6 separate regions of the Mus musculus genome follow, and all the other regions are linked to region 4. A link is a contact called in public Hi-C, HiCAR-type and promoter capture Hi-C data. All regions are on one chromosome and are shown on one strand. The core of a region is the stretch at or near the end of the contact, and the rest is flanking DNA. Distances in the headings are between cores, read along the strand shown. Region 1 holds the start of Rtn4rl2 (reticulon 4 receptor-like 2). Region 2 holds the start of Slc43a1 (solute carrier family 43, member 1). Region 3 has its middle 16 kb from the start of Prg2. Region 4 holds the start of Zc3h15 (zinc finger CCCH-type containing 15). Region 5 holds the start of Zfp804a (zinc finger protein 804A). Region 6 holds the start of Slc43a3 (solute carrier family 43, member 3).

The links. Promoter capture Hi-C pulls out the DNA fragments that hold promoters and counts their contacts. A called contact is a pair of places that touch in the nucleus more often than the background predicts. HiCAR-type assays count read pairs that join an accessible place to other places.
Region 1: a promoter capture Hi-C map of pre-B cells shows a contact between it and region 4. The contact joins the promoter of Rtn4rl2 here to the promoter of Zc3h15 in region 4. A contact is called at or near these places in 3 of 39 promoter capture datasets (cranial neural crest, liver and pre-B cells) and 1 of 115 datasets of contacts at active chromatin or transcription factors (astrocytes).
Region 2: a promoter capture Hi-C map of embryonic stem cells shows a contact between it and region 4, with 4 times the contacts expected there. The contact joins the promoter of Slc43a1 here to the promoter of Zc3h15 in region 4. A contact is called at or near these places in 8 of 39 promoter capture datasets (the C10 cell line, cranial neural crest, embryonic stem cells and 4 more).
Region 3: a contact with region 4 is called in a Hi-C map of B cells, with 5 read pairs. The contact joins the enhancer-like site here to the promoter of Zc3h15 in region 4. A contact is called at or near these places in 3 of 39 promoter capture datasets (the HPC-7 cell line, HPC-7-derived erythroid cells and pre-B cells) and 1 of 484 Hi-C or Micro-C datasets (B cells).
Region 5: a contact with region 4 is called in a HiCAR-type map of astrocytes, with 6 times the contacts expected there. The contact joins the promoter of Zfp804a here to the promoter of Zc3h15 in region 4. A contact is called at or near these places in 2 of 39 promoter capture datasets (hippocampal neurons and maxillary cranial neural crest) and 4 of 115 datasets of contacts at active chromatin or transcription factors (astrocytes, forebrain, pro-B cells and 1 more).
Region 6: a contact with region 4 is called in a Hi-C map of B cells, with 5 read pairs. The contact joins the promoter of Slc43a3 here to the promoter of Zc3h15 in region 4. A contact is called at or near these places in 2 of 39 promoter capture datasets (the C10 cell line and pre-B cells) and 1 of 484 Hi-C or Micro-C datasets (B cells).

Annotation. Positions count from the first base shown.
Region 1 is chr2:84,883,478-84,888,025 of GRCm38.p6, reverse strand. It overlaps Rtn4rl2 (reticulon 4 receptor-like 2), which reads left to right and starts at 1,334. Exons shown (of 3, transcript NM_199223.1): 1 at 1,334-1,364. The coding sequence starts at 1,334.
Region 2 is chr2:84,837,458-84,842,337 of GRCm38.p6, reverse strand. It overlaps Slc43a1 (solute carrier family 43, member 1), which reads right to left and starts at 1,712. Exons shown (of 14, transcript NM_001083809.1): 1 at 1,333-1,712. The coding sequence starts at 1,564. It overlaps D930003E18Rik (RIKEN cDNA D930003E18 gene), which reads left to right and starts at 2,130. Exons shown (of 2, transcript NR_165656.1): 1 at 2,130-2,590; 2 at 2,685-3,488.
Region 3 is chr2:84,962,730-84,967,048 of GRCm38.p6, reverse strand. No RefSeq gene overlaps it. Among named protein-coding and RNA genes, the nearest start is that of Prg2, 16 kb to the left of the region's middle. Within about 2 kb of position 2,833, at least 47 of the 459 cell types and tissues checked have an H3K27ac peak or open chromatin away from gene starts, as enhancers often do. A contact at or near this core is called in B cells, where this site is marked.
Region 4 is chr2:83,641,715-83,645,998 of GRCm38.p6, reverse strand. It overlaps Zc3h15 (zinc finger CCCH-type containing 15), which reads right to left and starts at 1,421. Exons shown (of 10, transcript NM_026934.3): 1 at 1,272-1,421. The coding sequence starts at 1,346.
Region 5 is chr2:82,051,144-82,055,743 of GRCm38.p6, reverse strand. It overlaps Zfp804a (zinc finger protein 804A), which reads right to left and starts at 2,086. Exons shown (of 4, transcript NM_175513.3): 1 at 1,843-2,086. The coding sequence starts at 1,953.
Region 6 is chr2:84,935,254-84,940,114 of GRCm38.p6, reverse strand. Slc43a3 (solute carrier family 43, member 3) reads right to left here and starts at 3,469. Exons shown (of 13, transcript NM_021398.3): 1 at 3,266-3,469; 2 at 2,246-2,592; 3 at 1,763-1,892. The coding sequence starts at 2,429.

The DNA of each region.
Region 1 (4,548 bases), core at 85-2,584, 1.2 Mb before region 4:
GGATAGAGGCGTCTAGGGACCCTATGAGGCCCCTATCCGCCCCTTGGTAAGAAGAGGGTTAGAAGTTTTTGTGAACCAGCAGTCTGCTACCACTTTTGGATCCTCTTCTGCCCTCTGGCGAGAGATAAGAAATCATACCCTTTGGGACATATCACGTAAATACACGCGCGCACGCGCGCGCGTTCACACACGCACACAATTCGCACGCACGCTCAAACTTACACCCATTTGTAAAAAGCTTTAAGGTACATACAACACACCTGAACATTTATTCCCTTCTCCTCCCATCCCGAACTCGAGCGCGCAGAATTTCACACAGCCCTCGCGTGGCTCAACCAGAGCAGAAACCAGCGAGCACACACTAGTACTCCCGCCCTGGTCCTGGTTCCCGACAGGAATAAAAGGCCAGCACTCAGCTACACCTGCCCAAGCGTCTGCGCGCGCGAGCACGCGCACATACACTTGCTCACACGAACTCCTAGACACACTGGTCCTATAGCTATGCAAACCGCCCTGAGGGTCTAGGAAGAAAAGAAAACGTGACATTTTGCAGTCTTTAAGGGACGCAAACGATCGCGAAGGGCAGGGCAGGAGGAGGGGCGCTGAGTGGGAAACTGCTCTGAAACTGCATATCTTCTGGGAAAGTTGGGAAATCCTCACCCTGAACAAGTCAGGGGGTGGGGGTGGGGAGGGGACTTAACACTACTGCATGCGCGCGCGCGCGCGCACACACACACACACACACACACACACACACACACACACACACACCAAGAAGGGATTTCTCTAAAGGCATGGCGCCGCAGAGGCTACGGGAACACAGCCTTCCCGATCTCCCAAGGTTGGGAGGGGGCCGGAGACTGAGTGGTCTAGATGGAGAACTACTCCCTCCTCCTAGTAGCCAGCAAAGGGTTAAACCGGCAGGCCGGGAAGCGAGGGAGGAGCCAGCGAGTGCGGGAATGGGGGGGGGGGGGGAGCGCTTCTTCGCTGTCCCCACTCTCCCTCGGCGAGCAGCCGGGGCGCACGGACCGACCGACTAACCGACTCCCTGCGGGGCCGCGCTGCTGAAGGGGCGCGGACACCGGGTGTCCAGGGTCAACCCAGCCCTTTCCATCCCGTCGTGCCCCGCCCCGTCCCGTCGGGGCCGATGGCTCCTTCCGAGGCACGGAGTCCGGGGGGCGCAGGGTAGAACTCCGCAGCCCCGCTACGTAGCCCGGGACTCCCCGGGTCCTTACGGAGCCCCGCGGAGTCCCCGCCGTCTGTCCGGCGGGATAAGGGAGCGAGTGGGAGTGCCCTCCCCCCCGCCGCCCCCTCCCCCGATCGTCGAGACAAGATGCTGCCCGGGCTCCGGCGCCTGCTGCAAGGTAGGGACACCGGCCGGCGGGAGGACACTAGAGAGAGAGGCGCCCCTCTCCTTGGGCACGAGGGTGGGGCAGTGAAGGGGGTGGGGTGGGTAGGGAGCAAAAAACCGCTTAGCGCGGGAGCGGCGCCTCCGCCCCCAGAGCTGCCAGCCGCAGGAGGGCACTGGGCTTGGAGCCTGCGGGAATGTGCGGGGAGCTCGTGACCAAGGGGGGACGCGGAGGGCAGACCGAGCTGGCTGGGAGGAGGAGAAAGAGGCTCAGGTTCTGTTGTCCCGGCTCCACCTGCTCCGGGGGGACGCTGAGGACTCGGGCCGGCTGGGGAAGCGCCGACTCAGCAACTCCTCGTGCCCGGTGTCTCAGCACTTTCCAGTCACCTGGGAAGACAAGCCATGTGGGTAGGGGTCTGCCTGGGAATGAAGGGGGTAGAGAGAGATTCCCCAATGGCCCTGCCTAGTCGCATAGATGGAGGGGCTAAAAGGAGGCTAGTTCCGAGCACTGAGTGACAGCCAAGGGTGTGGGCTGGAGACTGGGGGCGGGGAGGGTAGGGGTCGGAGGGAGGAGGGGAGTCAGGATGAGAAAAGTGTCTAGGGAGGTGGGGGTGAGAAAGAGGAGGTGGGGGGCGGGATAAAGGAGGGGTAGGAGGAGGCATAAAGGTTAGACGACCAGAAACTGGGGTCCAGGGGAAGACCAAGGAAGAGGGAGGAGAGGGTGACCAGTTCAGGAGAGAGGTGTACAGGGGCATAAAAAGCTAGAGGGGAGCGGGGGGGGGGGGGGAGATAACCGGAAGGGTGAGGACTGGGGCTCTAGGAGATTGGAATGGAAAGGGGATGGGAGGACTAGAAACCAGCGGAAGCTAGTGAGGAAGGATAGATGTAAGACTCAGACACCAGGAAAATGGTCACCAGGGGTGGGGGCCGGGATCCCTACGCGGTAGAGTGATTTGAGACGGATTAGGATGTCAACAGAAGCCAGAGAAGGAGATGGAAGAGAAGCGATGGTGCCCAGGGAGTAGACAAAGAGGCTCTGGTAACCACTTCCACGTGGGAAGCTCTCCATTCCAAAGCGCCTGCCTGGTATAGCCCTTCTCTCAGGAGTAGCTGCTGGGCTAGTCCAAAGGACCCTGAGCTCGGGGTCTGGGTTAGAGCTGAGGGAAGGAGCGTGAGCACTTTGTGTGTGGGGGTGGGGGGCAGCCTCCTTGGGGTGGGTACCTGGGCTGCCTCAGCGCTGCCATTTATATCTCCAAGCCCCGACGTCGGATCCTGCCGCCCCACAGTAGCTGCTTATTTTGGGGTGTTACATTCTGGCAGAGTGAGAAGCTGTTTGCAGCAGCTTTAAAGCCTCCAGTCACCTGCATCGGTGCCTCCTCAGGCCCCTGCGTCACTGGTATGCCATCGCCCCCCTGCCACTCCCAAGGCCCCCCACCTCCTCACCCTCTGCCCCCTCAGCATCTGCCTGGCAGGCCCCTGGCTCTTCTCTGAGGCAGCGTTTGAGGTGTGCAGATGGTGCTTGTATTTAGGACCCAGCACCTTCTTTCTACAACTAGAGGCCTGTCTACTTTTACTGGGACATCTCTGCCCTATTATGGTGCACCCTGGTTCCTGCCTTGGACACTGCCCCCCACCCCTTCCTCCTCAAGTTTCTTATTCCCAGGGGCCTCTGGCCTAACGGCTGGCACAAGCTGAGAACTTTATCTCAGATCCTGGGTACTCCAAGGTCTGGCAGCCCTTGGGCTTTGACCATGATCCCTTGGTGAATGGATCCTTTTGGCTCTGGGTACCTTAGCCTTCCGGGGATCAATATCATGTTGTAGTCTCTCTCCACTCCCTCCTGTGGCCAGATCTGGCTATGCCTTTGGTCACTGATCACCTCTTCTTGACTCTCAATTGTGCTGTGCTCTAGAGTAACCAGAGCCTGGAACCTAGGAGTGGAAATCTATGGAGAGAGCCTATGTCCATCCTGTCCTGTCCCCACCCCCACCCCGTGACCCTGACCCCCGACCCTGAACAGCTAGTATTGTGGTTGTTCCAAGACTGAGCATCTGGGCACAGTACCTATATTCCCTTTACCTCTAGGCCAGCATATCTTATTGAGAAGGTATGATGGGGGAAGGGGACTCTGAAAGAAAGGTCAGAGCAGGTCCTTGGTCCACAGTCCAGTGTGTGCTCTTTCAGCTCTGGGTCCCACATTACACTTGGACTTCAGAGTGAAGTCTTCTTCCCTTCCTAGAAAGGTTGGGGCCTTTGTACTATTGATCTCCCCAGGGGCCATGACAGGTTGGGTTCTGTGGATAAAGAGGGCAGCATGCATAAATGGAGTACTGGCATGCAGTAAGGGCTCAAGAGTAGATTGAGTCCTTCTCTGGTCCCATACGCCATTCATGTTAGGGGGTTAACAGAGGGTGAGGGAGGCTTGCAGAAAAGGCTTCCCTCTGCCTTGACTGCAAGGAAGGGAAGAAACCAAAGATTCTGAGAAGGACAGAAAGGGGTTCTACCAACCGGAAGCCCACTTTTCTCCTTTCCAGCCCTCAGTGATTTCTTGTCTCACGAAGATTTGTTCTAGATGGTGGCTGAGGATCCCCCGTCCACTTCTGACACACTGTGCCTGCCCAGGACATGCATTGGGGAACCTAGAGTATAGCTGTGGACCTCAGGGGAGGGCCTGGAGTGGCTGTGAAGAGGTGTGAGAAGCAGGCCTTAGGGAGGGGATGTGGGAGAAGGGGAAGGTGCTAGGGGCGGAGGAGGGAGAGCAGAGGGAGCACAAGGTGCTCTCCCAACCCCCTACCTTGCCTCTGCCTGGAGTGCCCACTCCAATCCTGCCTGGGGGCAGAGAAGCCCAGAGCCCACCACCTCCCCCTCCCTCTCCCCCCTGCCTTCCGTGAGAGCCGCAACCTGAATTATGGATGAAGCTCCTTGGGTTACAGCTGCTTTGCGCGCGGCAGCGAGGGCCAGAAATGGCATCAGAGTCACTGTTACGCAGCAGCTGCCATGGAGTGCCCCCCACCTCTAGGGTCCCTCCTCAAAGGGCCTGCAGGGAATACCACTGACACGGAGGGAAGTGAATCCCGCTGAGAGAAAGGTGTGGACAGGAGCGCAGGGAGGCAGGGAGGAGCACGGGATGAGTGAGGAGCCAAACAGGGAGTTTGCGGGGGTGGGGGGGGGTGGGGGGTGGGGATATGTGAGGGAACTTG
Region 2 (4,880 bases), core at 463-2,962, 1.2 Mb before region 4:
CTCAACCATCCTGAAATGCAAGCCTATCATTCCATTTCAGACTTCTTCCTCAAGGAATCCACCCTGCCTTCCTAGGCCTCACACTAACTCCATCATCTCCAGCCCCAGCCCTCTGTAACTGGGGCCAGGCACCTGGGCTGAGTGCCATAGCTGGGTGCAACCCACTGCTTCCTTAGAGATAACTTCAGCAGGGGTGGGGCAGCCCCACAGTATAGCTGGAGCTGCAAGTAAGGATAGATATCAAGACCTCCTCACCTCCACCCTCAAGGAAATGGTTTTCCATCCTCCCACACTCACAGGCTAAGCAATGAGGCAACAGGTTGAGCTGAAGAGTCAGGAGAAGCCAGAAGGACATTCACATGTGTGTTGAGACTTAGTCATCCAGGGAACTGATGTTACTATTGTTTCTAGGTAATGGACACTCAATTTGCAAGGAACTCACTGGTTAAATGAGATGGAAGCCGGGATTCCAATCCCTGTTGGCCTTCTTTCCACAACAAGGATGTGGGGAAAGAGACAGGAGAGACATCAAACTGCACACCACACAGCCCCTTCACTGAGCACAACACTCTCCTTTCCAGAAAAGAAAAATATCCACCAAGTCCCAGTCACTAAGTGAGGCGCTCCCTCCCTGACGGACAGATGCAGACAGGCAGCCTCTGGCTGCACTAACTATTCTCAAAGAGTTTAGAATTCCCACTCCAGGTCCGGGTCACTTTACACAAGACCAAGGTGATTGGTGTGGAAAACAGAAACAAACGCTCCACAAATATCCATTCTAGAGGAAATAAGGCTTTTAACTTTGTACAAAAGGGATGATTTGTAGACCTGGGAACTCCAAGGTCCTGAAAAGACCAAGAGTATAGGTCCTTCACGTCCATTCTCCAGTTTGTGTACTTCTGTTTGATCTCATTAAGAACTCTCTGTGTATTGGTGATGTAGTTCAATGCTTGCTAGCACACACACACAAAAGACCTGTTTAACTTGAGCATTCCTTATCCAGGTAGGTGCAGAACTTCTAAGAGTCTACGGACTACTCTAGACAGAAGGTTGTCATAGGCAATCAGTCTCAGGATATGTATGCCTAGTGGGACTTTGGCTTTCACTCATCACTGAATCAGAGAATCCTGACAGAGTGGCACCTGAAGTTTGAAGAGATCATGAAGTGAGGCTGTCCAATTCCTAGCTGCCCAGTGTTCCGGTCTTGGGCAGCCCTGCTTTGTCGCTTTGTCTCTGCCTGACCACCTGTCCTTGTTTTCCAACTTCCTGCCTCCTCCTTCTACCGTCCCTCGCGGTCTTCACCTCCCACCCCCACACCCTTCTCAGATATACCTGGGCACAGGCTGGAATAGAAGCCTTCCTTCTTGAGCATGATCAGCAGGGAGGCCCAGCCCAGGAGCACCGCGGAGAAGAAGAGGTTCTCCACCACAGCGGTGCAAGCCATCCACCAGCGCCTGCGGTACGCCTGCTTCAGCGTGGGAGCCATGGTGGCCGAGACTCTGCAGAGAAACAGAGCGCTCAGAGAAGGGCTTCCTAGCGGCCCTTGGGAAGGGTACTCCATCATGGTGGCTCCTGAGACCCCTGGAGCCAAAGAGATGGAGCCTTCATGGAGGCCCCATAGAGCCCGGTGCTGCGGAGCTGGCTCCGCGCGCTCTGGCAGTGCCAGGAGCGAACGCGCCACTGGCCCGCAGGGCGCTATCAGGAACCAGAAAGGTCTGGTCTGAGCGAAGCAACTTCCTGGCGCGCTGCCGGGCTTGCCTACCCGAGCCAGGGCGCCCCGATCCCGCTCCAGGAGACAACCCCCCAAGTTCCCAAAGTCTCTCAAAGTCACCAAGGGGCACACCGTGCTCTGTAGCCACCTCTGGCCCACAGCTAGCCAGCCTCTAGGCACCAGATCGGATTCTCAGAAGCGAGCAGGAGGCGGAAAGGGAAGTCTGGGGCTACCCCGAGACCCTCTATTCTAGTTACGCCTTTCATTCTACTCCTCCTCTCCAGAGCCCGGGTAGAAAACTTCCTCCCGCCTGACACAGCCGGCGGCGCTCGTCCTGTCTCCTGGGCCAATCCCACGGCTGCCACGTGGAGGGAGACCCTGGGCGGGCCCCGTGGCGCCTCCGCGCGCCCCTCATTCCGCCGCGCGCCTGGGAACGCGCCAGCCCCTCTGTCCCTGGGAGGGGGCTTGGGCTCCGGCAGGAAGTCCGGTGCCTGCAGACTTTATAAGGACATACTTTATAAGGAGGCAGATGGGGTGGCCGGCGGGCGGGTGTGTTTACCAGAGGGAACGAAGAAACCCGAGCCCTCCAGGGCCGCGGTAGCCACCGCCAACAAGGGAGGCGATCTGACCCGGGGACCCGAAGCAAGACCCGGGCGAGCCTAGAGGAAATGATCAGGGGAAGAGCAAACAAGAAAGACGAAGAGAAAGAGACCCTTCTCTAGGGGGTGGCCCAGCCCCTCATCTGTGAAACGGGGCTTTTGAATCAGGGATCCCCGAGGTCCCATCCTATAATGACAACCGTGGTTCTAAACAGAGTGGAAGAGAAGAAGGGGAGAATGAAGGGGTCGGACAGAGGGAACAATGTGCCCAGAGACTCAGGTAACGGACGCTTCACAGGGACCTGCAAGTGTGGCTGGGTGACTTTGAGCTGCGCTAGCTGCTCACCTGTCCCCGACAAACTTGCCTCCCGCAGCTGTTGACACCCGGAGTAACACAGAGTCTCCCCGGCGCTTCCACACTCCGGATCTCCTGAGACCCAGGATCCCAATTCCAAATCGCATCCACGCGGGGTGTCTTCCCTGCGTGCCAGACCCAGCGGGCCTCGGAACCGCCGGTCTCACCTCGTCTGCGCCCTCGAAAGAAGCAGTGGATCTGGGAACCGTCCTGGCGCCACAGATAGGTGAAGCCGGGAAGCCAGGGCATGGACTACGCGATCTGCGGAGTTGATAGCTGTATTTACAGGCGTTGGGAGCAGCGCCCCAAGGTGGGGGCGGGGGTTCCCGTCCTTCCCCACCCCTTAGGTCGAGTTTCATGCACACGTGACTCGCCTGTTGGTCCCCAGATACTTTTCTTACCCAGTGCGCCCGGGGCGCCTAAATTTCCACTCTCGACCCCCAGCTTCTCTGTTGACCCCCTGAACTAACGTTTGACAGCATTCTCTACATCTTTGTTCAAAACAACCAAAAACTTGGCTGAAGTTAAACTGGATGCTGGAAAGGCTAGGGTGGGGTCTTGAACTGTGAAGTTGAAAAGGATTCTTTTCCAAAAGAGTCGGGAACTCTTTTGGAGTTTATATGCTCCAGTTAAGAGTCTGCATTTTGAAAGCTGTCTAGCCCGAGTTACCTTGGGCAACTTAATCTCTCAAAGCTTGTTTCCTTCTCTATAAATTTGGATAACAGCATTTGCCGGCCTGTCAAGAGGAGATAGAATTAGGATGCAGTAGTAATTAATGCTGGGTACACTTGACTTGGTGAGCATAATAAATGTTCATTGTTGCCGCTGTTGTCATTATTTCGCAAGATTCAGTGATCAGGTGCTTCCTGTCGCTAAATGATTGATCTTTTGGTAAACCATTCAGTCCACCTGGCCTCAATTTCCCCATCTGTAAAACAGGAACGCTATTCAGTACTTGTTTGGACAGATTAAGGAAGTAATTATGCTGCAGGAAAATACGGGTACGGGTTAACTCGGTGCATTAAGAGTGAAAAGGACGGACCAGAGCTGGTGGTGCACGCATTTCATCCCAGCACTCAGGAGGGAGAGGCAGGCAGAGCTCTCAAGTTTGAGGCCAGCCTGGTCTCAGGGCAGCCTGGGTTGTTACACAGAGAAAACCCTGGGGTTGGGGGCAGGGAGTGGGAGGTGTGGCTGGTAAAATGCTTGCTTAGCATGTCTAAGCCTGAAGGTTTGATCTGAAGTACAGCACAAAGCAGGGTTAGTGGCACGCGTCTGAGAGGTAGGGGCAAGGGGGATCAGAAGTTCAAGGTCGTGTTCAATTTGCAAGAGGCCAGCCTGGGCTACATGAAAGCCTGTCTCAAAAAAAAAAAAAAAAAAGTGTGATTCACAGAGCTCTGAAGGAGCCTGAAACAGTGCAGAGTTCCACAAAGGTAGCCAGGAAGGAGCTGCTGAGCCACCACACCAAAAAAGGAGCTGACATTGCCAAGTGACTGCAACGTGATGGGCACTTTCCAGAACAAAAGTTATTAAATATGCAGCTCATCAAAGAGTGCTTCAAACCTCACACGTTCTCACACAGAGAGTAAACAAGGTTTGCAGCTAGACCACAGAGACTGGAGGCAGGCCTGGCTGGCTGGTGTTTTCATTCCTGTGAGCCAGGTGAAGGAACAGCAAAGCAAAAGCTTGGCAGTAGAAAGGCACGGGAAGTTCTCTGGCAAAAAAGCGTGTGTCAGCCTTTGATGGTTTTACTTCTTAAAATGCCTCGCTGGCTGCAGGGTAAGGGGTGTGGCTGAGCAATTGAGCTCTCGAATATGTATGTGTTCCAGTCCAGAAGTACAACACACACACATACACACCCATACACATGCACACACATACACATGCACATACACACACATACACACATACATGCACACACATACACACACACGCACACACACATAAACACGCACACACACATACACACACATAAACACGCACACACATACACACACACAAGCATATATATACTTGCTTCTACACGCTTGACCTCAGGGTCAAATTCCTTAGCTCAGTACAAGGGACCCCACAGGAAAGGTTCTAACTCAACAGCATCACCACCTCTTGATGACCACATTGAAACATTAATCCACTATCTATGAAGATGCTTTGTGGACACAAGCACAGACATTCGCACTGAAGTTTCAGTGAGGTTGTGAGTCCCACCCGTAAGACT
Region 3 (4,319 bases), core at 1,584-4,083, 1.3 Mb before region 4:
GGCTCAATAGTTAAGAGCACTGACTATTCTTCCAGAGGTCCTGAGATTCCTAGCAACCATCTATAGTGGGATCTGATGCCCTCTTCTGGTGTGTCTGTACACTGTACTCATATATAATACATACATAGAAACATACATACATACATACATACATACATACATATATAAAATGCACATCAACAGCCTGAATTCTCAGCATCAATTTTCTGTATTTTCATATGTCTGTGACCAAACACACAACAAGAAGCAACTTAAGAAAAGATTGAGCTGGGCTTACAATTTCAATGGCTACCTCCACCCATCATGGTGGGAAGGCATGACAACAGGAGCTTGAGGTGGCCGATGACATCACCCCTGCAGTCAGGGAGTAAAAAGAGGTGACTGCTGATGTTAGTCCACTTTCTCCTTTAATTCAGTACCGGACCTGAGTCTATGGGACAAGGGTCTGGAAACAATCAAACACAGAGGTCTGTTCCCATGAAGATCTGAACTCTAGTCCAGGTGACAATGAAGATTAATCATCACACCAACTAAATAAATTTGAGAAACATTTCTTGTCTAAGTCTGGCACAGCTAGAGTTAGGCAGACCTCTCTCAAATTTTAGGTAGGAATTTTAATGATGACAACACCAACTACTAGTGAGGAAGTATTTTCAGTGTGCTATTGTAAGTGATTTGTATCATCTCAATACTCTAAGAGTAACACCAAGAACAACTCTAAGAGGTAAGGAATATTATCTCTAAGTCAGAGACAAAAAGAGCAAGGCTCAGCACCTAAGTGTCAGAGCTGACTTTGAGTCCAGAGCCCAAACTCATCTTCACGGCAGTGAACAGCAAAAGCTCTCATGTCGACTCTTTAATGTGAGGTTGTGGCAGCCTATATAAGAAGCACTAAAAACATACTTTTAATATTCCTGGCTCTGCCCCTTACAACCTACACCACATCAGCAGTGCCCTTGCCTCCTAGTCTCCTTCTGCCCGTCTATGAGTTACAGATGACTACCTCCTGGGACTGCTTTAGAAACAAACATGGTGCCATTAACTACAGACCTACTGTGTGCTGGGGCCAAGCATGTTCATGGGTGTCTCCACTGACCTTCACCACTCAGTGAGTAGGCAGAGTAAGTCTAACCATGAATGGAGTAGTATGTCTAACCATGAATGGAGTAGTATAATAGCCTTGCAAGGGCTAGAACTCTTGCCAGGACCTCCACTAACAATCCGACATGGCAGACTCATTCCAGGAATAAAGAAAGTGAGGCCAGAAAGACTGATGCTGTCATCCCCATTCCACCTGCTTGCAAATGGCAGAGCTTAGGAAAGAATTCTAACTCAACTGTCACTCACAAGGAGACATTCAAGGGCTGTTTTGCTTGTTCGTTTTGGCAGTGTTTGCTGCATTGTGTAGCTCAAGATGACCTCGACCTTGTGACCCTTCACCCTTCACCTCTTGTGCTAGGGTTACAATCCAGTGCTGTCATTTTCATCCAGCCTGAGTATCTTTTACATACAAGTTTATCACCTTGTGGATCAAGTCAGTTGCTCCCACTGAGGGTCTGACAGATACTCATTTGGAATTGTAATTCTGTGCTTGCCAGCTGCAGGCTCAGAGCTATGACTGTTTCTGTGTGAAAACTCAGAGTAGGTAACCGATAGGGAAAGATGGAGAAATCGGAGCCAGAAGGTGAAGGACCTGCAGGAGATAACGATGGGTAGGGTAGAACTTACTCAGAGGAAGAGATCGAACTATGTCACACTTAAGTGGAGCATACCTTTGTAAGGTGATTTTTGCATCCTTCATGAAAACGCGGTGTGTCATTAATTATGGACCTACTGTGTGGCAGGGCCAGCATATTCATAGGGAGCCCCACTGATTCTCATTCCTCACTGAGTAGGCATGATAACCTCCATTCTCAAGCATAAAGGAGAAAAAACAAAAACAAAAAAACCAGATGGCTGTCTAACTCTCAAGGACACCTGGCCGGAGGACGTGAGAACAGCTCTCTCCTCTCCACCCCCTGGGCTCCAGAGAAATCAAGAGCCCTCTCCCAAGTACTGATATTTCTGTGCATTTGAATTTTCCACATTGACTGCTGGAGAAACAAACATGACACACACAAAAATGAATATGAAGATTGATATTTTCATTGACTTTAGCTTAAGGTTTTGGATAATGAGGGAGTCTGTTGTTTCCTTTTGCATTTTGAAGTTTTCCCATCGCAAGCAGTGGGGCAGAGTGTGCTCTACTTCACTGGGCAGAAACAACCCTGAGCTAAGGCTCACAGGGTGGTTTTCCACCTCAACCTAAGGTGGTGGCTTTCCAGACTCCAGCAGGACTTAAATGTCCTCTCTCTGCTCTTCCCTTGTCACCGCAAGAACATCTGGAGCCATGATCAACACACCTGTGGCCAGGCAGGTGGTCTGTGTACGGTGTGCCAAGTCTCCTCTGAACAGCTGGAGGTTTCCTGTGACGCTTCATCTTTATGTTACAGTTAAAAGAAATGCTAGGGTTAAAACAAATGTGAAAGGTGGGTAGGTGCCAAGCCTAGCAGTCTAAGTTTGATCCCCACAAGGTAGGAAGAAAGAGCCAACCAACAGATGGAAGAAGAGAACCTACCTCCGGAGTTACCTCACGTGCACATTGTAACCCGTGCCCCTCCCCCACACAATAAATAAGTAAACATGTAATTTTAAAACTGAGTGTTAGGTCAGAGCAACAGGGTCAGAAAGAGCAGACCGGGGAATATTTAAATTAGAAGATCTGCACCTGGGTATGAGCTATGCAAGCTAACTAGATAGCAGGAAGGAAGAAAAAAAAGTGTGGTCTTGGCAGGTTTCAGCCTGACAATTCTAACCAAATCCTTCTCTGGGGAGTGTGCACAAGGCACCAGTACTCTTTCACCTAGTAAAGTTAACTTTATGGGTGGCTGCACCTAACTGTTGTCAGGCATCTGGGTGAAACAGACTGAACTGTGTGTAAACGTCTAGGACAGGTGCCCATTCTAGGGAGGCCACCGTCCCCAGAGCTTCCTAAGGAAGCTTTGCATGGAGTTAAGGATGTGGTGGAAAGAAGGGAAGGCAAAGAGAGACAGAAGACTGAGACTTGTGAGTGTGTGCAGATGCTAGGGGCAGCCTTTGCTACCGTTCCTTGAGCCTCTGTCTCCTGCTAAAAAGCCATCTTCCCCACTTTTTCACTCTCCCCGTGCCTCAGTGTGGATTCTTCTCCCTTGAGGAAGGTGTAGAGGTTAGCATCAGCCAGATGCCAAGAAGCCTCAGCTCCTTGTCCACAGCTCCTCAGCTCCAGGACAGATTCCTGTTGTCATTCTACAGTGAAGAAATGGAGGGTGCCATGCACCACAGCCCCAGAACTCCAAGATTCCAATGCCAGAGCCTAAGGCAAATTGAGTCTTTAATTCCCATAATTTCTTTCTCATTCTTGTGGCAAAACTTACCAGAATTTTTATCTCCCCTATATCTGGGGAATGTGAACTGTGGTGTGAGAAAGGGTTTGTCCCCACAACCCCCACACTGCTGCCCCCAAGGTCACTGCTGAAACCTGCAACGCCTAGAGTCTTTCTCACACACACATTGGACCCAGGAAACAAACTGTTATGGGAGACATGAACAAATGTTTGGGGTTAGAAAACAGAACTTAAAACCTCTGGGATGGGATCTGGTATGGGTGGCCATAATCCAGGACGTTAAGACCATGCTAGTGTGTGAGCCTCACTGTGGGAAGCCACACAGGCTGCTTGTATGCCCAGAAGCAAAGAGGTCCCATCTGTGAGCTCTTTATCGGTCAACAAAACACAGGAACAGGCTTTGAAGTGGACAGAAATGTCATAGCAACGATGAATGTTAAAGGGAGGGCCTCTTACTGTCTCCTGAGAAGGGAGCTTAAAAAAAAAAGAAAGAAAGAAAGCCACATGGCTCGTCTGCCCAAAGCACTGAATCTGGGGAAGAGTGTTGTCAGTACTGTGGCATTGACATGCAGTACCTTCAGCTGAATAAATTAGCATCAGATAATCAATGAGGATTAAGGGATGCACATCGGGTCATGACAGGAACCATGAGCCAGAGGCAGCATGGTGAAACCATGCACCAGACCAGAAGTGAAATAAAAGTTTAAACTGTTTGTTTATTTGATTGTTTGTGTACATGTGGGGCATGAAACTGTAGAGGTCATAGGACAACTCACAACAGTCCTTTCCCTCCTCCTACCATGTGGGTCCCCCAAGAATCAAACCCCAGTCATCAGGCTCGGCATCAAGTGCCTTACCCACTGAGCAGGCTCATCATTCACAACAATTTTAATAATG
Region 4 (4,284 bases), core at 172-2,671:
CTTTCTTTTATTTTCCCTTGGACAAGAGTTTCTCTGTGTGCTCTGGCCATTCTGTAGACCAGGCAAACTGTCTACTGAGATGAAAGGCACACACCAGCACTGCTTGGCAACAGTTTTGCTTCCAGATGTTTGGCTACGGCAGTTCTACCTTAGAACTCCAACAGTCAGTAAATTATTAGATGTGTTCACATTAATTTTATTTAAATTAAATCAGCCAACTTTAACTACATACAATCTGACAAAAGATTAATCTCATTAGCGTGTATAAAGGAACCCTGGCGAATTCTCACTTCTATCTTTCAAGGCTATAACAATCAAATGTTGAAAAAAAACGATCATAAGCAAACATCTCATTTCGAAACCCCAAACATTCATTCTGGCTATTTTAATAAGAACGAGCCTACTAAAGGTTACTTTATACTCAGATGCTGTAAAATAGTCATCTTTTCTTCCAACTACATCCAAGTCTATGAGGTACCATTTACTTTTAAATGAGGATTAGTATGGAAGAAATACGTTTATCGAATGTGAAATTTCATTACCTATCTTAAGGAAACTCAAGTAGACAATCGTTGTAACCTGAGGAACATTTAAGAACATCAGTACCTTGCCTCACTCACTGAATGCCTACAAGTTCAATGCATTAAAAGACGCTCGTGTGTGTGTGTGTGTGTGTGTGTGTGTGTGTAGGTAAACTGGGAGCTCCCAATTTAACATAGGTACTGTGACAGAGCCTACGTTTAATTCAGACTCCATGTATGAACGAAGCATTCTGTACAAAACCGCTGGGCCACGCTTTTTGGGAAACCTCTGTTCTTGACACGAAAGTTTCCAGATGGACCAAACACCAAAAGAAACAACAACAACAAAAAAGTGGTAAATAGTCCGCTGGCTCTTGAAAATGAACAGCGCTACCTCTCACTGCCTGATAAAGAAAAAAACCAAACCCAAGGCGTCAGGTCAGTCAGGAGGGGCCTTCCAGAGCGCCACTCAGCTTGTTTTTTCAGGCACAGCCCGAGGAGCCGCGGAAAGTCGTGAGCATCGAAAGGCCGGGCCGGGGGTCCCTGGGCGGCCGAGTGGGCGCGGCGGGCGCGTGGGTGGAGACGCGGCGAGCGCGGGGGCGCAGCGGCCTCACTACAGCGATGAGGGGCGGCGAGAACCACTTCAGTCGGGGCCCACCGGGCCGGGCGCCGACACGTGGCCCCGGGGAGCCGCGCTCCGCAGCCCGGCGAGCCCCAGCCCGGTGCGGCGGGGAGGGGGAGGGGACGTACCTCGATGATCTTCTCCTTCTTCTTCTGCTCCGCCTTCTTGCTGCCCCCGGCCTGAGCCTGTTTCTTGGGGGGCATCGCGGAGGCGGGGGGCACCGGGCCGACTGCGACGCAGATGGCTACCGTCGGGGCGTCCGGCAGCTCGGCGGGAGCAGGAAGACCCAGCCGCCGCCGCAGCGCACGGAAAGCGACTCGCTCATTCGCCGCCCGGATGTGGCCTTTGCGACAGCACGGCGCCGCTATGCACTGTGGGGCGCGAGGCGAGGCGCCCGGAAGTGGAGCTGCGCGTGCGCTCCGGCTGCGCCGAGCCGGGAGGGGGCGTGGATGAGACGTGGGAACTGGGAAAGGCGCGGCGTGTGACGCCTCCTTTTGGTGAGGCGCTTGCCACTTGCTTGGCTTCGTCCTTCATTAGCACCGCGAGTGATGCCTCCTCACCTCACTTGTATAGACCCCTGGCGTAGAGAGTTCTAGATCTAGTTAGCACTGGACAGTACCATCTTGAGTAATCACGGAGCGGCTGCATCAATTATGAGCTACTGTCTTGTCCTCTGGAGGGGCAGGGTTGCAATGCAGCACCTTCAGTATGAAGTTGCGTAAAGAAATAAAGTTTCATTTGGAGATCGTCAGACGTGGAGTCCTAGTGGGTGAAATCCTTAGTTTCTCTTCAAGTCCTGTACTAATTTTAGGGGGCTGCCTTAACGATTCCGGAAAAAAAAAAATCACTATTTTACTATGTCAAACTAGCCTAACAGTATGGGCCAAGCCCAATTTAAGGTTAGTTTAAGTGTTTGGTAAATTCCATAATGACTTTACACACACGATTTCACTCATTACATCTACACTGAGGTACGAATGGTTAACTGTTAGCACTGTTTGAGATGAAACGCAGAAAGAAAGGTGGCTAAATGTAAAATCCAAGATAAGAATTTCAGCCTGGTTAGTCTTGCTTCAGGGCTCTGTTTATATTGTAGACTAAACCAAAAGTATGGCTTTTGATATGCAAATGAATCTACTATTTTTTATTCAGCCAAATACTGACTTTAAAAAAGCACACAATGAATGGCTGTTCTTTTGCATGGTTACTGTTTTACCTACATTGATTAACAGAAGAATCATCCTTCCAGAGAAGGGAGTTATTAGTTTTTCAACAATTTCATAAGCAGAAAACTACTTTGGAACCCTAATGCCACCATGAGGGAAATGGACAGTGTTCATCTGATGGCAACCAAAGCAAAAAGAGACACTTAGGGGCAGGGGACCCAATATTCCTTTCAAGGGCTTTCCCCAGTGATCTACTTCCCTTCATGTGTTCCACTCTCCCTAGGAGTGTCACCCAACTCAACAGGAGCCTTTGTGGAACACTGTGACAGTTTACTTTTCTGTATTATTTATTCTTCAGAAGTTGATTAAGAATTCCTGTAGTAGCAGAATGTAGTAATCTTAATATCCCCCTTTTTAGTGATTCATTTAATGTCTCTAATTTTAAAGAATTTTTTTATGGCAATCGTAAGTATGGAAAAGTTGTAAACAATCTAGAATTTCACAGTCATAGCTGAAAAATCATAGTTCACTATTATCTTTTGTTCCTAACTTCTAACTAAACCTATCCCATGCTAATGCTAGACTATGTGACCAATATTCTTAATATATTCTCTTATATGGAAATTAGAGTTGGTTTTAGTTGTTTATAACCAAAATTTGTTATGGACTGAACTGTTATGGGCTGAATTGTGTTTTCAAAACTCACAACGTCTACTACTTCAGAATGTAACTACATTAGGAGATAAGGGCATTATAAAGGAAATAGGTAAGTTAAAATGAGACTTTCAGCATAGACCTAATCCAATCTGAATGGAGTCCTTATTAAAAAAAAAGGAAAAATTGAGTTTAAAATTTTTTTGAGACAGGGTCTCCTTAAGTTGTTTACATTGGCCTTGAACTTCTAGCCTGGACTGGCTTTGAATTTGCCATCCTCCCATTGAGCCTCCCGAATAGCTGGAATTGCAGATTTGTGTTATGAGCCCTGGTATAAGAGAGAATCTATATTGTGCACAGAAGCAAGAAAAATCACATGAAGACATAGCGGGAAGGTCTGTGTCAAGGAGAGGCCTTAGAAGAAAGCAAACACAGGAACAGGACAAACACAGGGATAGGACGGAGTCTAGCAAGTCAAAGCTTTGAGTTCAATTTCCAGCATCATACAAACCAGGTATGGTAGCACAAGCCTGTAATCTCATCACCTGGGAAGGAGAGACAGAAGAATCAGAAGTTTACGGTCATCTTTGGCCACAGCAAGCTCAAGGCCAGCTTGGGTTGCATAGTACCTTACTCTGTGCATATAGCCTCCATCTTGTTTAAGTATCAAATCTGTAGTACTCTGTTATGGAAACCCCAGCAAAGTAGTACTCTGGTAGTAGTACTCTGGTAAGGCTTAGGACTAGAGTATAGACATTGCCACTGTGGTGAGCAGAAGCTATTTTATTCCAAATCTTTTGATAAAAATAAGGCTAACTTAACTGACCATGTAAATTGCTGACTCATCTCCTGAGTTGGGAAGGTACCTTCTAGAAGTGTTTTTATTTAAATATTTAATGCTTCAAGTCCTTTGACTTTCAGACAGTCTCCTTCAAGTCATTTTCCCCTCCAAAATAAACTATGACAAAAGACTTGCCAGCAGAGCATGTAAAATCTCTTTTAACCTGTCAATTTGAGTTTCTGTACTGTAACCCTTCACCGCAACCTACAGTGACATAACATTTTCTTAAGTGGATAACTTATCTGGTTCTGTTTGAAATACTTCTTGCTACCATTATAATAACTATTATGGCATTTGTCAAGAAGTCGAGATGTACAGTTTCCAAATATTGTTTTGCTTCACTGAAGCCTAAACCACTTTTCATGACCCCCATCAATCATGCCTGTTCCCTAGTAATAGCTTTCCGGTGCTTTCCCATGTCCTCTTGCAATAAGTGCTAGGAGTCTGCACTTTCCCTAGCACAGGAGTGAATGGTTTTTA
Region 5 (4,600 bases), core at 837-3,336, 1.6 Mb after region 4:
ACAGTCATGAGAAACCTTGTGAGCTTCATTTCATACTGTGTCTCTCCTGCTTCTTGTTCTGACATCTACATATATTTTGATTTATCCATCTCATTTAGGTGGCTGCTTTTAATGTGCCCATTTTAATCATGAGGTTACACCGGGAAAACTCATATTTAATCTGCCCTTTGTCAACATGAGGGAGGAAGGACTCATTAGCTTCAAATACACAGCAAATAAGTCACCACGAGCAAATCTGGTCCCTGGGAAGTCTAAGGAGACTGAAGAAGCACAATGAACAGCACTGTAACAAGTTCAGGGCTGGCAGATAACTGCTCATTTTTCTGTGAATTCTTGACTGTTTTAGCTCTGCACAATGGAAGTATCTCCCTTGTCTAGTTCTTTTGCTTACCCTTAAATTATATTTAGTTTAATGTATAATGTTGAAGAAAGGGCTGTTTAAAATATTAGCTGACCTCTCTGAGAGTCCAGACAGTTTCAATAATCCTTCTAGACTCTGCCTACCCTATAGTACTCAACTAATGATGTCTGGAGCATGGGTTCTCAGTGCAACAGAAAGAGCAAATAAACACATCCTGAACAATAAAGACATCAGGAGTACATCAAATGCACCCCATGGGTGTCTCAATCCACTTAAATCTTCAAATGAGAACTTTTCATCCTCAAAAAAATAGGGAATTATTTATTAATGCGTATATACTTTTAAACATATAAAGAATCTGGGGCTTTGAAAACTATATTCGCTTTGAGCTACGTGTGTCCTTGACTTACTCTACCTATCTTTTTCAGATAAATACTAGGAGAAATCTAGAGCAAAGTCTGCCAGTGGGCACAGACTTCAGAAAGTCTTCCACTTTTACCACCTGATTTGGGCTGGACTCTCAGTGCACATACTAAGAGAACTCCACGCTGCTGCTTTCTGCCTTTGGAGAAGTGGTTACTTCTCCTGACACCCTTGCTCATGAGAGTTGGTTCTGTAGGGAGGCTTTGCGTATGATGTGATGAGCCTTTGTGGATGATGGGAATTGGGTGGAAAGTAGAAGCTACTCCGTGCTCTCTCTATGCTCAGCACATCTTCCACTAATCAAGAGCGCTTTTCCTGCTGGGTGCTGAAGGACAAGCTGTGCTTGTCAGTGAGAATAGCTGTGTGGGTTTTGTTTTCTAACATGCTTCCTACTGTCTGTACTTGTGACACAGTGATCACCTTCCACCCATATCCCCAAACTCTAAAGTGTGACAAGCTGCAAGTAGTGGGCAGATGGGAATATTCTGCTTAGCTTCACACAGAAAACTTCTCAAGAGAAGTTTCCTGTCAGTCCTTCAGCGAAGAGCCAAGAGCCAAGAAACAAACTCATTCGGAGACCCTCACCCAATCCAGCCACTTCCCCTAAGCCACCAGCCACATGGCTCGCTGCTCCATCAGACACCCACACCTCCATTCACCTTTAAGCTGCCTAAACGGAAAGATGTCACAGGATCACTTGGGGTTAGTGATCCTTTCTATTTTTAGGAGGTCCTGTTGAAAGAAGAGGTTTATAATCTTCAGCACTGTGGAGTGTGGTGGACAGAGAGCTTCATGAAGTCTCAGGAAAACATTTAGGCAGAGCTTTCCTAAGATTCCTTCCCTTTTCTATACCCGATTCTCATCCCACGCCCATCAGATAAATAAATGAAATAAATGAATTCCTTGCAAACCAAACATCACTAAAGCTCCCAAATCCATCCGTCAACTCATCCCTCCGGATATGCCCTATTAGATGAGAGACAAATAGAAAGAGAGAGAGAGAGAGAGAGAGAGAGAGAGAGAGAGAGAGAGAGAGAGAGAGAGAGAGAATGAATTACCAGAGTTTTGTTCCCGTTCTTGCTGAGAGGGCCCCGGAAAACTCCCTTGATGTTGCGAAAGTGTCCGTTGCTGAGATGCGTGGAGCTGATGACAATGTAGTAACACTCCATGGGGCAGCCGCCGCCTCTCCTCCGCAGCCGCCGCTTCCACGCACCCGCACCCTCAGCCGCAGCCGGGGCCGGGAGGGTGGGCTGGGGATCGCGGCAGGGCGAGCGGCCGGCTGTGCGCTGGCGGCGGGCACGCGGGTTCCTTATGCCCGGCTGCGGTGCGCGCCCTGCCGCCTCCGCATGCCGGCCGCGCTCGCCTAGGCTCCGGCGCAGTGCTCGCCTGGAGATAGGAACCGGGACGTGGAGCCCCTGGGGAGGATGCAGCCACAAGGGGGGCCGGGCCGGGCGGGACCGGGCGGGAGCGGTCAGAGCCCGCGCGGTAGGGCGCAGCCGGGCAGCGGGAGCCGCCCGCGCGGCAGAGGCAGCGGTCGCAGCATCCCCCGCGCCGGGCGCCCGCACTCGCAGTCGCTGCCGCTGGCAGGCATGAGTGTTATTATAGTGCGCGGCGTTGCTGGTCCATCGCACTGAGCCAATGGCAGGGAGCCACTGGGCTGATACTGAGAGCTGTCAGAGGAGTACATCTGTCACCCGCCACCTCCCCCCCGCCTCCCCCGCCGCCGGGACCCACGGCCGCGCCAGCCTGGCCACGAGTGGGAGTGCGTCGCGACCGCCAGGGGCCGGGAGGCGACGGCCGGTTACAAGTGCGAGACTCCTGCGAGGTGCGGGCGGAGGTTGGGGGGTTGGGGAGCAACGCGACCGCAGCTTCTGCTCTGCGGGTTGGAGTGCGGGCGGGGGAGCAGGGGAAATAAATAAATTAATAATTTAGTACCCAAGCCATCCGCTTCCAATTGCAGCGAATCGGGGCAGGTGCCAGGTGCCTCTGGGTTTGGCTTAGGGGAGTCTGCGCTTTGATGCATCTTTTGTATGGAATACCCCGCACCCCCGCGCCCCCCAGTTACACATATCACAAATGCTATGTGCTAAGAGCTTGGGGGAGGGGATTTGTGGCGACGAGAGTGGAAGTAGGGAGAAGGGAGAAGCAGGGACTCCTGATGGATGTGCTCCCATTCCTGGCGCTCTCCCCTCATCCACCTCCCCTGGGAGCATCAGTTCTTCCTAAATTGCCAAAGCTGAGAGGAAAAGGATGCTTTGCGGCAAAAGAAGCCGCTGCCAGGAGCTCCCATGCCAGAGAGGTGCTGAACAAAAACAGAAGCCTTCGCCCTAGAAGCGACCTGAAAGGAAAAGCTGCACACAAACTCCTGCGCTTGTCACAGAAAGTAGGGAATCCGGTCTGCGGTCTTCAGCAGAGATTCCGGTTGGATTTTAAAGGGTCAAGGCAGCCATCAGCAAGGACTGCTTCTACCCTACCCCTTCCCAGGTGATCCACTGACCTGTGTAAGTTTAGCTCCTTTGAGGTGGTGGAGTGGGAGCACCACAGATACACACACCATAGATCTGCTACTACCATAGGACTCATTAGTCGGCACTTAAAAAGATCGATACCAGGCATGGGAGTCTGGGACATGGTGCCTTCAATGGATTTACTGAAGGCTTTATTTCCCTTTTGCTTTGAAAGGCTTAATTGGTTAAAGCAGATTCCAGACATTCTGATGCCCCCTATGACAGAGAAAACTGCAGTCCGATACAAGCTGTGTTTATCTTGTTTATCCGTGGGCCAAGACTAAAATACGGTCGAGTATGTGTGCCCTATATATAGAATTTTAGGTAACAATGACAGCCTCTTCCCCATAACCCATAATATGGTACTTAAATGAGTCTGACAGTTTGATTTCACTTCTTCAAAGAAGATAGAATGGGGGAGTCTTGCTAAAAGAGGTGGCAGTCATGTGAGTGAATTATAAATTATAGGGTATAGCGGGGGAGTGTTAGATTTATATAAAAAGAAATTTTCCATGTATCATGCTTCAATTAGAAAATACTTGATGCGTATTGATTAAACCTCATTATGAAGTGTCGGTTATTTTAGAAGAAGCAGACAAAATTTCTCTGATATCCACTTGGGGGAGTCTGGAAGTCTTGGGAGAAAGAGAAGTAGAAACTCAGAAAACTTGTGTGCTGTGGGGAGGAGGTCACCCAGAAATATGTAGAACTCAGAATGAACACAATTACGCTGGAAAAATAGTCAATATTGGAAGTTAAAGGAATTTCTGACTCTCTTCACTTGAGAATTGTTTATTATTTGTTTGTTTGTTTACCAGAGCATGTAGGCTTTCTCTGCAGGCATCACTTGAGAAGGACTGAAGACTCAACTATATATTTGAAGTTTTCAAAACATTATTAGAGAGGAAAATGTACTGAGTTCCATGAAGCAGAGCAAAGATATATCTTAGGAAAGTAAAGAGACACCCATAAAAGATTGAGCCATATGTATTTAATTTTTGTAAGTACATAACTCAAAATAACGTAAGCTAGGCTAGTTTGCAAATAATTTTTACACAGAATACTTCTGTTGTGATGGTCATATCTTTGTAGCCTAGAGCTCAATGTTTAGTTCAGAAAATGAGAAACAGCTACCTGAATTGTTCCAGGGAACACTGGACAGCAGTTGTGTCAAATGTCATATTGTTCTTTTAGAGGAAGCATGCACATGTTCATTATATGTTCACCTGTACATGCATATGTGTATAGTATGGTAATATAGACACGTGTATTTATATACCATGCACACACATATACATATACAGCCATA
Region 6 (4,861 bases), core at 2,220-4,719, 1.3 Mb before region 4:
GTGTGTGTGTGTGTGTGTGTGTGTGTGTGTGTAACTGGACTGCATGATTGTTGAAGAGTTCAGGTGACAACTCGGTGTCACAATGTCAGAAGGGTTGGACACGCCTGGATCAGAATGATCTTGATTCCAAATTCAAAGTCATGGCGTTCACAGCTCGGGGTGTGGCTTAGAAGTTGTGGTGGTTGGAATGACTATGCCCCCAACAGGCTCATACATTTCTATACTTGGTTCCAGTTGGTGGAGAGGACTATGAGGCATGGCCTTGTTTGAGGAGGTGGCTGGCTGTGTGATGCCACCCCCAGTGTACTCTCAGCTTCCTGGTTGTGGACCAGATGGGAGTTCTTACTGCTGTTCCGGCAGCCTTAAGGCCAAGCCTTCCCTACACCGTCATAGACTCTGGAACCATAAGCTCAATTTAATGTTTCCTTTTCTAAGTTGCTTTGGTTTTATACATATATACATATCAATCACAGTAACAAGAAAGTCACCAACACAGAAGTAGACACTTGCCTGCCTTTCATGAATCCCTGGGTTCAATCCCCAGCAGGAAAAAAAAAAAGTTCAAAAAAGTTCAAGTGATTCTAGCATAAATGCCAAAGTTCTTGTTCTTGGGCCCCCTTAGTGGTGGAGGACTTTGTAAAGATAGATAACAAATAGAAAGCAGAAGTTCAGGGGCTCAGCGGATAAGAGCGCTGACTGCTCTTCCAGAGATCCTGAGTTCAAATCCCAGCAACCACATGGTGGCTCACAACCATCTGCAATGGGATCTAACGCCCTCTTCTGGTGTGTCTGAAGACAACTACATTGTACTCACATATAATAAATAAATAAATCTAAAAAGAAGAAGAAGAAGAAGGAGGAGGAAGAGGAGGAGGAGGAGGAGGAGGAGGAGGAGGAAGAAGAAAGCCGAAGTTAATCCCAGAACTCAGGAGGCAGAGGCAGGCAGATTTCTGAGTTCTGGTCTAAAAGTGAGTTCCAGGACAGCCAGGGCTATACAGAGAAACCCTGTCTCAAAAAAACAAAAAAACAAATAGAAAGAAAGAAAGAAAAGAAAAAAAGAAAGAAAGCAGAAGTTCAAAAGACACGTGGCAGAGAAGAAACTACAGGAAACAAAATTCGAGTTTCTGTGTAAGGACTTATTCTCCCCAAAGCTTAAGTGTAAGGAATTTGCTTTACTCTCTACTTTCCTTTTCTCTTTCTTTGCCTCACCACATATCTGCTCCTACATGGGCTGTATTGGGACTTAGCAGACCTGCTTATCAATGAACCTAGCCATGGACACTACTGTAATCAGGAGGCAACAGAACCCTGTAAAAGAGCACGAGGTCTCTGACTCATTTGCAGGGGAAACTCCCAGTGTAAGAGGCTCCTGACTAATTAGAGGGCACCTGAAATTTCACCATTGGGTGGGACAACTCAGAAAATGATAAGCAGCAGAGAATGAAGGCAAAGCCTGAGCCACCTAGATGTGAGGCCCTGCCAGAAAAGAGACTGGGGATTCAAGGAACAAGGAAAGCAGATGGTATCGACTATACATTGTTAATTTTGAAACCCTGGCCTCTCAGGAAGTTGAGCATATAACAGGATAGGACACTACAGGGGAAGGTGCAAAGGGAAAGGAAGCCAGCAGTAGGAAGAGGGTGGTGCTAAGGACGGTGACCCTGCTGCTGGGGCAGGGTTTGCCTCTAAGCCAGACTGCTGCCTCACCACTATCTGGTCTCCCACACACCACTCCCTCTCCCTTGCTTCTGCCCAGGCTTACATGGCTATCAGGCGGGCCACAGTAGTCTTGAAGCGGTCAAAGATGTAGCCAGTGGGAAAGGTCATGAAGTTATTCATGAAGGATGCCAGGGTAAAGATGAGTGAGAACTTCTCATCCTGCGCTTTTAAATCTGGGAGAGAAAAGCTCTTAGGAACCCTGATTATGTGAGACAGAATCTGACGCACCCCAACCTTCCTGCCAGGTCAGTGCCCAGACCAGACTCCCCTCTACCTTGAACAACTTTGCTGACCAGAAAGCTACCAAGGTGCATTAAAATATATTGGTCTCTAAAGGTCCCCCTCTAAAACCAGGTGCTTCCTTCCCCATTTGATAGCCTCCACATAAGGGGTGAGAGGGGGCTGACAGTCCCCCCCCCCCATGGAAAGGCTGGCAGGGTGGGTAAAGCACAGAGACCTTCCTATTCTTTCCCAACTCCCAGGAACCAAGCACAGCTTCCTATGAAAAAGCCATCTTTGTCCTTACCAGAAGGCCCTGTTACATTGCTCTGGAGCAAGCAGTCCTGTTCACAGGGCTCTGAAAAGTAGTTTTCTGCTTTGAACACAAACAACAGTGAAGTCCAGCCAAAGAGGACACCAGCAAAACCGATGCATTCCAAGAGTCCAGTCAACAAGGTGGCCAAGTAAAGGGGCAAGCCCTTGCTTGCCATGGTCTGAGGTGAAGTGAGTCCACAAATCCTGTCCTGAGCTTCAGAGAGGACCACTGGTAGTGATGTGTGGGAAATTCCTTTGGCAAGCTCTCGACTTCAATGAGCCCTCTTGTTCCAGCTGTCTCTGGGTTGAGCAAGAAACGCCATGGAATAACCATGGAGCCTGGAAAATGAGGCAGAAGTAGCCTGGTACAGGAAGCTTGGGAAAAAGACACCGAGGGAAAGGGGTCCTCAGGAGAAAGGCCGTGAGGATTTGGAAAATAAAAACTTTCATACATGACCAGCGAATGCGGTTGAGCCATAGAATGTTATCTAGAATTCATTCCCAAACATGGAAAAACAAAAACAACGCCCACGCACCCCCAACACCCACCCCCCGCCAAAATACCGTCCATACATCCTTTCATTCACAGAACCCGCGAAACTACCCATGGGTAAGAAGATAAGGCAGGTCTCAATGGCAACACATGCCACATAGGAAAAAAAACACACACACACACACACATCCTGCCTAATGTTTGGGGACATCACAAGCAGAGGTAGGAGCTCCCCTCCCACCCCCCCAGAACCCCCGACTTGAAAGCCTGAATACAGTCCACCAGAGGAGCAGCCACCCTGAGCCATTCGAAGGCCTGACAAATAAATGTTCGGTCTACAGCGGGAACTCTTCAGTGCGGCAAAAACAAAAACTTCCGAAGGTTTTCTGAACTTGCCCCAAGGTCTCACGGCTACTTGGTCACTATGAAAAATATCCCAACAAGAGCCTTGTCTCGGACCACAATTCCCATCCCCCACCCCCACCCACCCTCCCGCTGCCTCTACCGACAGTCACTAACTTCCACCAGGCAAGAGGTCGCGCTCCAGCCGGCAGCAACTCTCTCCCGGATCTCTGTCGCCGCAGCCTCGCCGCCACCAGGCTACCGCCTTCCACTACCCTCCGCCCAGAGCCTCCCTGTCGAGCTTTGCCCGGCTCGGCTCTGCTCTGCTCAGCCAGACCCAGCCCAGCTCGGCCAGACCCGGCCAGTATCCTTCCAGTCCTACCCGCGATGGGCCGGTTTCCCGCTCTCATGGCCCCTCCTAGTCCTCTGCCTCAGGTTGGCCGCCTCCTGCTTGTCTCCTCCAGTAAGAGCTTGGGACCCTCCCCTGTCTCCACCACTTCCTTCTTTGCAATTTGCTAAACACATGAAACTCAAGAAGAATGAAGACTGAAGTGTGGACACTATGCCCCTCCTTAGAAGTGGGAACAAAACACCCATGGAAGGAGTTACAGAGACAAAGTTTGGAGCTGAGATGAAAGGATGGACCATGTAGAGACTGCCATATCCAGGGATCCAACCCATAATCAGCATCCAAACGCTGACACCATTGCATACACTAGCAAGATTTTATCAAAAGGACCCAGATGTAGCTGTCTCTTGTGAGACTATGCCGGGGCCTAGCAAACACAGAAGTGGATGCTCACAGTCAGCTAATGGATGGATCACAGGGCTCCCAATGGAGGAGCTAGAGAAAGTACCCAAGGAGCTAAAGGGATCTGCAACCCTATAGGTGGAACAACATTATGAACTAACCAGTAACCCGGAGCTCTTGACTCTAGCTGCATATGTATCAAAAGATGGCCTAGTCGGCCATCACTGGAAAGAGAGGCCCATTGGACACGCAAACTGTATATGCCCCAGTACAGGGGAACGCCAGGGCCAAAAAAATGGGAATGGGTGGGTAGGGAAGTGGGGGGAGGGTATGGGGGACTTTTGGGATAGCATTGGAAATGTAATTGAGGAAAATATGTAATAAAAAAAATAAATAATAAAAAAAAAAAGAAAATAGCTGGCATAACCTGAGGCAAGGGAACAAGTTATCTCCTCCAAACATCACTTACATATACCAGAGACTGGGATTTCCTCAGACAAAGCTTTTAAGCGACATTTGCCAACTTGTAAAATAAAAGAGTCTCTTTCAAAAAAAAAAAAGCCGGGTGTGGTGGCACACACCTTTAATCCCACCCAGGAGGCAGAGGCAGTCGGATTTCTGAGTTCAAGGCCAGCCTAGTCTACAAAGTGAGTTCCAGGACAGCCAAGGCTATACAGAGAAACCCTGTCTGGAAAAACCAAAAAACAAACAAACAAACAAACAAAAACTGTCAATTGGTTGGGTGCAAATATCTGCATCTGACTCTTTCAGCTGCTTGGTTGGGTCTTTCAGAGGGCAGTCGGAGGGTGGATAAAATCTGGAGTTTAAAATTAATTTAATTAATTAATTAAAAAAAAAAAACTCTTCTTTTTTCCTATCCCAACAGTTGTCTAGGATTCAGACAGGGTCTTTTTTGCTCTCTTTTGACTGACTTTAAGCTTTAGGTAATCCTGCCTCAGCTGCCCTAACTAAGCTTGTTTTAACACAGTTCCAGGCGCTGGGCCAGACATAGGGATCAAAAG